Linked DNA regions of Mus musculus: regions 1 and 3 are each linked to region 2. Evidence: chromatin contacts called from public targeted proximity ligation data. All regions are on one chromosome and are shown on one strand. The core of a region is the stretch at or near the end of the contact, and the rest is flanking DNA. Distances in the headings are between cores, read along the strand shown.

Region 1 (2,700 bases), core at 170-2,669, 200 kb after region 2:
CAGTTACAGTAATGTAACTGGCTCAGACCATATTGTAGGTTCTCAGATGTCTCCCAAGCGTAGCCTCCTCAGCTCATAAACCTGAAGCCACTACTAATGCCCTATGGGTTTCATAAAACAAAAATGAGATTGTACATGCACACATAGAAACACACAAGCATACAGTCATATGTCTGTGTGTCGAGTCTCCCCTCACCCCCTTCCTCTCCTTATTCCTTGATCTTTAGAATATGCAGGGATAGGTTGGCAGCTATGTTACCATAAATAGTATGGTATAAGAAACACCTGGAAGAGGATTACAATAATGACAGTGACAACAGAAAATATGAGCAGAAGATATATAAGCAACAAATGTCCAATACCACTATTAGGGAATGCAAATCAAAATCACAGTGATGTACCAATCAGATACACGCAATGATCCACACCAGTCAGAAGGGCTGCTCTTGTTCCTATAACCAAAAGCTTGTAAGCATCAACTGTAAGAGGGGAAGGACTTATTTGGGCTCACACTTTGAGGGTACACACAGTCCATAGTGAGGAAGGCATGATGGGAGAAGTGGCTGTGCTAGCGGTTACAGGCTACTTACTCACTTCCATATGGACCAGAAAGCAGAGATAAGACAAAGAGCAGAGCTGGGCTACAAAGCTCAGCCCCTCCCCATGCCCCAAGCCTGGACTCCACTTCTACAACAGCACCGCCCATCAGCTGGGGACCAAATGTTCAACCACGAGAACCTGTGGCTATATCTGCATCATAATATTCTGCTCCTGGCCCCCACAGACTCAGAGCCATGGCATAATGCTTTAAACAAGCATTTAAGTCCAACTTCAAAGGTCCCTATCATCTTCTTTTAATTAATGAAATCAATTGAACATGTACAAGTGTTTTGCTTGCAGGTTTGTCTGTCCCCCCCATGTGTATGCCTGGTACCCAAGAAGGCCAGAAGAAGGTGTCAGACCCCCTGGAACTGGAATTACAAAGTGTTCTGAGCTGCCACATGGGTGCCAAGGTTCAAATCTAGGTTCCCTGCAAGAACAGCTACTGCTTTTAACTGCTGAGCCAACTCTCCAGCCCATCCCTATAGTTTTATCAGTTTCCACAAGGTTCAAAGTCCAAAGTCTGTTCTGAGACTTAAGATAATTCCTCAAATGTGTGGCCCTCAGGACAGCCATTTTCCAGCAGGATCCTCTGACGGCTCTGTCTTTTAAGGCAGTAGCTTTCCAGCTCAATTTGTACTGCAGCACCCTGAAACTCTGATAAGAGAGGTTTTACTCTCAAGTGACCTTTCCTATGGTCACAGTGCAAAACCCAGGTTCCTCCTTAATGACACTAATTTCTTTAACAATTACAGCCATGTTGTCTGCACCACATCCTCTCTTCAACTTTAGCTAGGTTCACATCCCTCTCCCTCCCAGACTACATGTTTCCTGTTTCTATTCTGTCTTCTGCTCTCTTGCACACTTTAAATCTCAGTAAATGCAGTGTGCAATAACCACAATGCAATCTATCATTTTCTCTTGAAATCCCCTCTGCCAAACAGTCCATCATTTTTTGCTTCAATTTCACTCAAGCTTTCAGGACAGATTCTTTGTCAAATCGAACATCAACGGCCTCTAGCAGGCAGCTCCAGATACGAGTCCTTGCTTCCCTTCAGAAGGTCTTGAGTAAGCTCTGCTCATAAAACTCGTGGGTTTGTCAATCCCACGGCCACAATCCTCCAATTCCTTCTTCACCGATCCCAAAGACCTGACCACAAGATGCGGTTTGTCACAGCCATGGCGCCTTTGCGCTCACGCACTTCCATTAAGAGAAGCATCTGTTTCTTCTATGATGTCCTTTATGATAAACCAGCAAACCTAAGTGTTTCCCTGCGTTAATGTGCAAATGAGTGACACCTGAGAGGGGTCGGGGGGCTAGCAAGGCCTGGTGCAGAACTAGTCAGTTAGAAACACGGGCAAAGGAACCTGAAATGGGAGCCAGTCTTGTGGGGCTGAGTCCTTAAGCTATGGTAGCTGCAGCATCTTCGTAGCTGTGCAATGCTGGAGAACTGCCTGCCACGCATCTGCTGCCAGAAGACACACATGGAGTGGTATGGAAGAGAAAGTGTGTGTAGGTGAGGGGAAAGGGCCAGGTGGTGAGGGGCTTCATAAGGAAACTCTGTACCACCACCACCACCACCACCACCACCACCACCACCACCACCACCAAAAAACAAAAAAGTCTATTTACAAACTATCCGGATTAAAGTACAGATTTCTTCTTCCGGCTGTGTGACTTACTAGAAGCACGGGGTGAAGAGCTTCCAGGTGACTGAGCACAGCCTAGGGCAGTGGTTCTCAATCTGAGGAAAGTGAACCCTTTGGGTTTAAACAACCCTTTCCCAAGAGTTGCCTAAGAACACTCGAAAACACAGATGTTTGCACCACAATTCATAACAGCAGTAAAACTGCAGATATGAAGTAGCAATAAATTTTTTTTACAGTTGGGGGAATCACCATAACGTGAAGAACCGCATTAAAGGGTGGAGGCGTTAGGAAGGCTGATAACCACTTGCCTGGGGGCTTGTGGAAGCTTCCATATATAGGCATGGCTGGTTAAAGCATTTGGCACTCTAGCTTTGGCCCCTCTGGGTTTGTTTGAATGTCCATTGGCTCAGCTGTTTGAACACCTGGTCCCCAGTTGGTGGCACTGTATGG
Region 2 (2,700 bases), core at 101-2,600:
GTGTGTCACGCTCTGTCACAGGCATTGGGATACAAGAGTGAGTAAGGGACATTGTGTCCTTTTCTCCTTTAAGAAAATTCAAAAGGAGAGAGATATAAAATTGACAGAATGGAAAGTGATGTGAGCTTCAGGTGTTTACAGAGACTTGGAGGAACGGCGTTAAGGTCAGACTTAAATTCTATTGTGGAGAGCCTTGAGCTTCATCTGATTCCACAGTGTGGATCCCCAGTTAGAAGTGAAAAGAGAGACATGCCTACAAACAGAACTGACGGAAGTCATCTGGACAATGCTAAATGAGTTTGATCTGTGTTTCTAGAGATGGGGCTGAGGGACGCTGGTGGAGACGGAGACCACGTTAGGAAACTTAGCTCACAGATCTGGTTTTGGTCGAGGAGAGTCTGAGGCACCCAGATTACACACTCAGCCTAGTAAGGAAACCTGACTTGAACACTACAGCGCCACCTTCTCTGTCAAGGGTTGGCAATGTCCTCACAGAGTGGGGCCGCAGGGAACATGCAGGAGCCTCCGTGTTAGCGGAGAGCCATACACAGAGTCCCAGGCCTCGGCTCTACAGTCTGCAAGCTCAGAATGCTCGTCATGGTGCTTTCTTAAAACAAGGGGTACCTGGTTTGCAGTGAAGTCTGACACAAAGGCAGAGATTTCCCGGGAATTTTTCCTAGTCAGTGGCTTGAAAGTCCAATTCTAAATGGGGAGACAACATTATTTACAATTTTAAAAACCAAAAACTTCAGAACCTACTTTCACAGTGAAGGACAACTGTATACAATATAAGACAGAGCTGAATGTCACAGATTCAGAATCGAGGTATCCAGAGCCCTGAAAGCCTGGTTCTAAAGGGCTTGGTGCTGGTGGATATCGGCCATTATACCAGCGGTCTCATTTTCCAATTAGTACATTATTCCTGACAACTTTGTCTTTTCTCCAAAGATAGAAAGTCCGAAGGAAGAAGGAACAGGCTGGCATGAAACGGACTCTGGGATTCTTAAAGTCAGAATCATCTGGGGGGAATTTGGGCTTTATTGGGAACTTAATACCAGCCAAACAGCTCTGATTCTGAGGGGCTGAGTTAAATGGCTCATGGCTGGTGGACTCCAGAGAGAGGGGCCAAACTCATAGGAGTCAAACACAAGGAAAGTTAAGGAGAACACCCATGTTTCCAAAATGGTTCAGAGAAAAAAAGTGTCACATAGCCAGTTAACTAGAAACGAGTAGGTGTTGGGTTGTCGTATCAACGTCATAGTACAAAAGGTTTTGTCTTTCTGATAAGAGCCAGGGAAGATACTCCTCCCCTTATACTTCCTACACTATCAGTGCCCCGCCCTGCCCGGCCCCACCCATGCCTGGAGTGCAACATACCAGTACTGGGAGAGGACAGAGGACACAGTCATGGTTGGGGACACTTAGGGCGACAATCTGCTTCCAAAGGAAAAAGCTGAAGTGAGGGCCTTACAGAGGCCTAAACAGGATACATAAACTCAAATTCCATCACAGTGCCTTACCCAGCAAAGTCAGGGCCAGTTTCAAACGTTTTCTAGGGCAGCAGAAGCCTTGCCTGGGAAGCTGCTGTTTGCTGGACAGGCTTAGGCTCCTGAGATGAAAGGGCTCATCTAAGGCCCCTCGAATGAAAAGCCACAGCCACAGCAAGGACCCAGGCCTGCTCTGAGTTAGCTTTGCGGAACACATCCCAGCTGGTTTACTGCTGCTGGAGAATCTGAATAAATAAGTAAATAAATGATCGCGGTGTTGGCCATAAGTACCAGGAGAATACCGAATTAGAAAGTTTAAAGAGTTTAGAGTTAGAAAGTTCAATTTTGTGAAAAATTTCCCTGCTAGAAAAAGAAAACCTTTAAATGAACTCTTCCTGTGATTTGAACGTTTCCTCAGAGCAAGACTGAAATGATAAAACACCGCAGTTCTGTGAAGGACTCAGTCTGACTGACCGAGTTATGTTCTGGGGCAGTAAAATTGCCTGTGTGTACAAATTTTGATGGAAAACCCAGAAAGTAAACTCACAAAAAATAAAGCAAATTTTAAGGGAAAAAAAAAATAGGTAGCATAATTTGAGGAGCGTGGGAAATATTTTCAATGGACCTTTAACGGGGCAAAGGGGAAATGTTAAAATGTTCCTAAGGGAAAAACAGGACTAAAATGTGTCAGTCAACAACAGCATGCATGTCAGGAATTCTGAACATCACTCTCTCTGAAACCAGCTTCTCTTAAAACCAAAGTAGCAGAAGAAGCAGCAGCAGCAACAACAACAGCAAAACTTTTTTTTTTCCTTTTTTTTCTCCAACACCTCCACGGTAGCATAGCCCATCAATTCTATTCAAACTTCTACTTCACTTATAAAATTGTCAAGCTAGATCCAAGTAAACCCGTGGCTGCTATGTCAGTGACTTCTCACAGGGACGAGGGTCCCCTGGCAAAGCCAGCAGGGGCCTACTCCTTCTGCTTGAAGACACATGACTTCATAAGCTGAGAGACTTTATCCAACACCAGGAAACCACTCAGAAAAGTTCAACAGGAACACTCCACCTGCATTTTGTTTTCTTGATGGAATATGACTCCTTTTAATAGCCAGCCATACTTGGGCTCAGGCAACTCAGTCTACTACAGAGAAACTCAGTGTCCCCATCATCAGTAGCAGACACACAGAGTGACACAGAGAGTGGCAGTTCC
Region 3 (2,700 bases), core at 136-2,635, 190 kb after region 2:
AGCATTCCTCCAAACAGCTGTGCGTGGATGTAGACAGTGGGTACACCCCATATTCAGAGAGAAAGGAATTGATCACCAGAGAATTATGAAATTATCCATGGCTAGTTAGCCTATTTAAAAAAAAAACCATTCTGTCCTCCTAAAGCTGCTTCATATATGCAGAGACCTGCTCTCAGAATTAAAGCTAAAACTCCTTTCCCTACCCATTGGTAGTCTGAGACTGTGTGCTTTGTGGGAGCATTCTCTATGAATAAAACTCACAAGTTTAGCCCAGCTCCCTGGGCTGTATTTATATCTAATCTCTTTGGGCTAGGAATGTCCTTTGTGGGTGGTCAGCAGCAAATAGATTTAAAGTCTATTATTCTGCTTGTTATGGGAAACAACTTAGTGTGTCTGCTGCATTTTAATCTAAGGATTATATGCTTAGCCTCTGGAAAATTCATTTTAGAAACATCAATAAGAATCTTTTTAAGCATTTTTTTTTAATCAGGAGGCCTAATTATCATTTACACATTTATTGGTACTTAAGGCCCTGACATAAAAAGCCTTGAGCCCAAAAAGGCGAGGCAGCTGTTGCAGACTTAACAAGAAGCCAGTATTCTCCTGGGACCATCTAAACGTATACCACACCTTGAAATAGAGTTAGAGTGGATGCTCGCCCTGCAAGTGCGTTTGACCAAAGCCTGATGCTGCAAATCCTGACCTCCTTTTGTCGTTGGTTTATTTGGTTTGGGTTTAGGTTTTTAAGACTTCCAAATGGACTTTAAGTTAAATGAGCAAATACATTTAGTGCCTCTCTTCAAAATTCTCAACACAAAAACCATTATTTCTTTGAAAAAGGCATAAATCTTCTAGAACAAAGATAGCAGAAACCAGATAGTAAAATCTTCAAGATGTTTTAGAGGTGAAAAATGAAGACAATAGACTTAGCAGACCAAAATAAGACACATCTTCTAATATGTGGAGCCCCATTCTGCCTCAGAAAAGACATTCCAAAACCATCAGGCATATAAAACATCTAACGTGAAAGACAAAAGAAAGGGGAAAAAGTGCAACTTGAAGCAAAAAATGGTGCAGAAAAATAAAATTTCAAAGGTAAAAAAGTTAATCTCTGAATATCTACTTAGTTTATGAGACCACTCAGGGGCTATCAGCAACTGAAAATAAAATAAACCTGATAAATTAACAACTTTAGAAGGGTTCCAAGAAAAATGTAAGTTATCTTTGGGAAGAGGCGTTCAGAGGCAAGTCAAACATCCTACAGCAGGTCCAGAAGGAAGCTGAATAGACAATGAGGGAAGCCAATACTGCAGCCCGGAACATAAAAACAAAAGGAATGAGCGGCTCCTTCCTGGTGCTGTGAACTCTGTGCCTTTCTGAGCTCTGCCCAGGCGCAGACAGAAGCAGGGCTCACAACTCCATGCTACCTACAGTCCCTCCCTGCAGGTGAGTCTGCCTGAGGACTCAAGATAAACAGCCACTTGACAAAGCAATAGCAGAGAGAAGAAACACCATACTCTGTACTCAGCTAAGTAAGTCTCTCCTTAAACAAGACCCCGCACCAGCAAAGGGTGCAGCCCACATTGGGTTTTCTTGCTTCAGTTAACCAATTAAGAAAAATCCTCCGCAGACAGGCCCAGCGCCAACCGGAGCCACCCCCTCCCTCTCGGAGGCTCTCTTCCCAATTGCTCCTAGTTTTTGTCACCTTGGTAAACTCATCATCACAGTGCTCTTTGGACACCAGCAAAAGACAAACAAACATAACCGAAAAAGCACATCCCAATCGCGGCAGGTGATCATTAAACTGCTGAATGCTTTCATGAACGATGTCAAAAGACACAATAGAAGAGACCCTGTAAAGAACTGAGAATCGGCAGGCGCTAGTGTTCTCACAAGGAGCCGGAATGCTAGGAGGTGAGCAACGCCCTTCCTATCAACAGCTCAGTGATTTCCAGCCAGGAACTCTACACCTAGCCAGGCAATCAATTATACATGAGTGTTACACTCTCAGGTATACAGCAGCTCAGAAGTCTTACCTCCCATTTGCAAGTTGTTAGAAAGCTTGCAAAATTAGAAGGTAAAAGAAGAAAAATCAGAATATGGGCTGGGGAAAGGAGGAAAGCCAATCAGAGACATGATACACATGGACTACTCAGAGAGGACCTAAGAAAGAAACAGCAAGCCCATAGCACCGCCCACAGCACCGCCCACAGCACCGCCCACAGCACCGCCCACAGCACAACAAGGGATGGCTCCAGGTGTGAGTCCTTCAAGATGAAAGTAGTATGTGTTAAAATACTGCCAGAACCCTCCTGTATAAAGCTGTGGTTACTCATACATGTCTTTAAAAAGTGACTGATTTTTTTTTTTTTAAATCAAGATGCAATGTAGCCAAGCTGCTAAAACAAGGCATTCGTGGGTCCTATTTACACAAAACAAGATAAACCACCAGGTAAGGAATAGCACATAGGGACTGGGCCCTTTAAAACAAACAAACAAACAAAACAACAAAAACAATAGCCTAAACTTTTAAAAGAAGACAATATTGCATTCTACATCAAGCTTGACAACTTGCAAAATACATACTTTCATGTGAGCCTCACCACTTAAACTTAGCAAAGCTGTGCCAGAGACAGGAAGCTCTTTATAGTTAGTTGTATCTAGCAAGTTGATAACACCTGCCGCCATCGGATCTGCAGA

Evidence for each region.
Region 1: a contact with region 2 is called in a targeted proximity ligation map of extraembryonic endoderm stem cells. A contact is called at or near these places in 3 of 484 Hi-C or Micro-C datasets (bone marrow-derived dendritic cells, bone marrow-derived macrophages and liver), 1 of 130 datasets of targeted methods (extraembryonic endoderm stem cells) and 4 of 9 other capture datasets (adipose tissue, embryonic stem cells, liver and 1 more).
Region 3: a contact with region 2 is called in a targeted proximity ligation map of extraembryonic endoderm stem cells. A contact is called at or near these places in 1 of 484 Hi-C or Micro-C datasets (liver), 13 of 130 datasets of targeted methods (the NIH/3T3 cell line, bone marrow-derived dendritic cells, embryonic fibroblasts and 4 more) and 4 of 9 other capture datasets (adipose tissue, liver, macrophages and 1 more).

Annotation. Positions count from the first base shown.
Region 1 is chr19:32,360,107-32,362,806 of GRCm38.p6, forward strand. All of the region lies in intron 1 of Sgms1 (sphingomyelin synthase 1), which reads right to left. Among named protein-coding and RNA genes, the nearest start is that of Sgms1, 27 kb to the right of the region's middle.
Region 2 is chr19:32,155,946-32,158,645 of GRCm38.p6, forward strand. All of the region lies in intron 6 of Sgms1 (sphingomyelin synthase 1), which reads right to left. Among named protein-coding and RNA genes, the nearest start is that of Asah2, 54 kb to the left of the region's middle.
Region 3 is chr19:32,342,711-32,345,410 of GRCm38.p6, forward strand. All of the region lies in intron 2 of Sgms1 (sphingomyelin synthase 1), which reads right to left. Among named protein-coding and RNA genes, the nearest start is that of Sgms1, 44 kb to the right of the region's middle.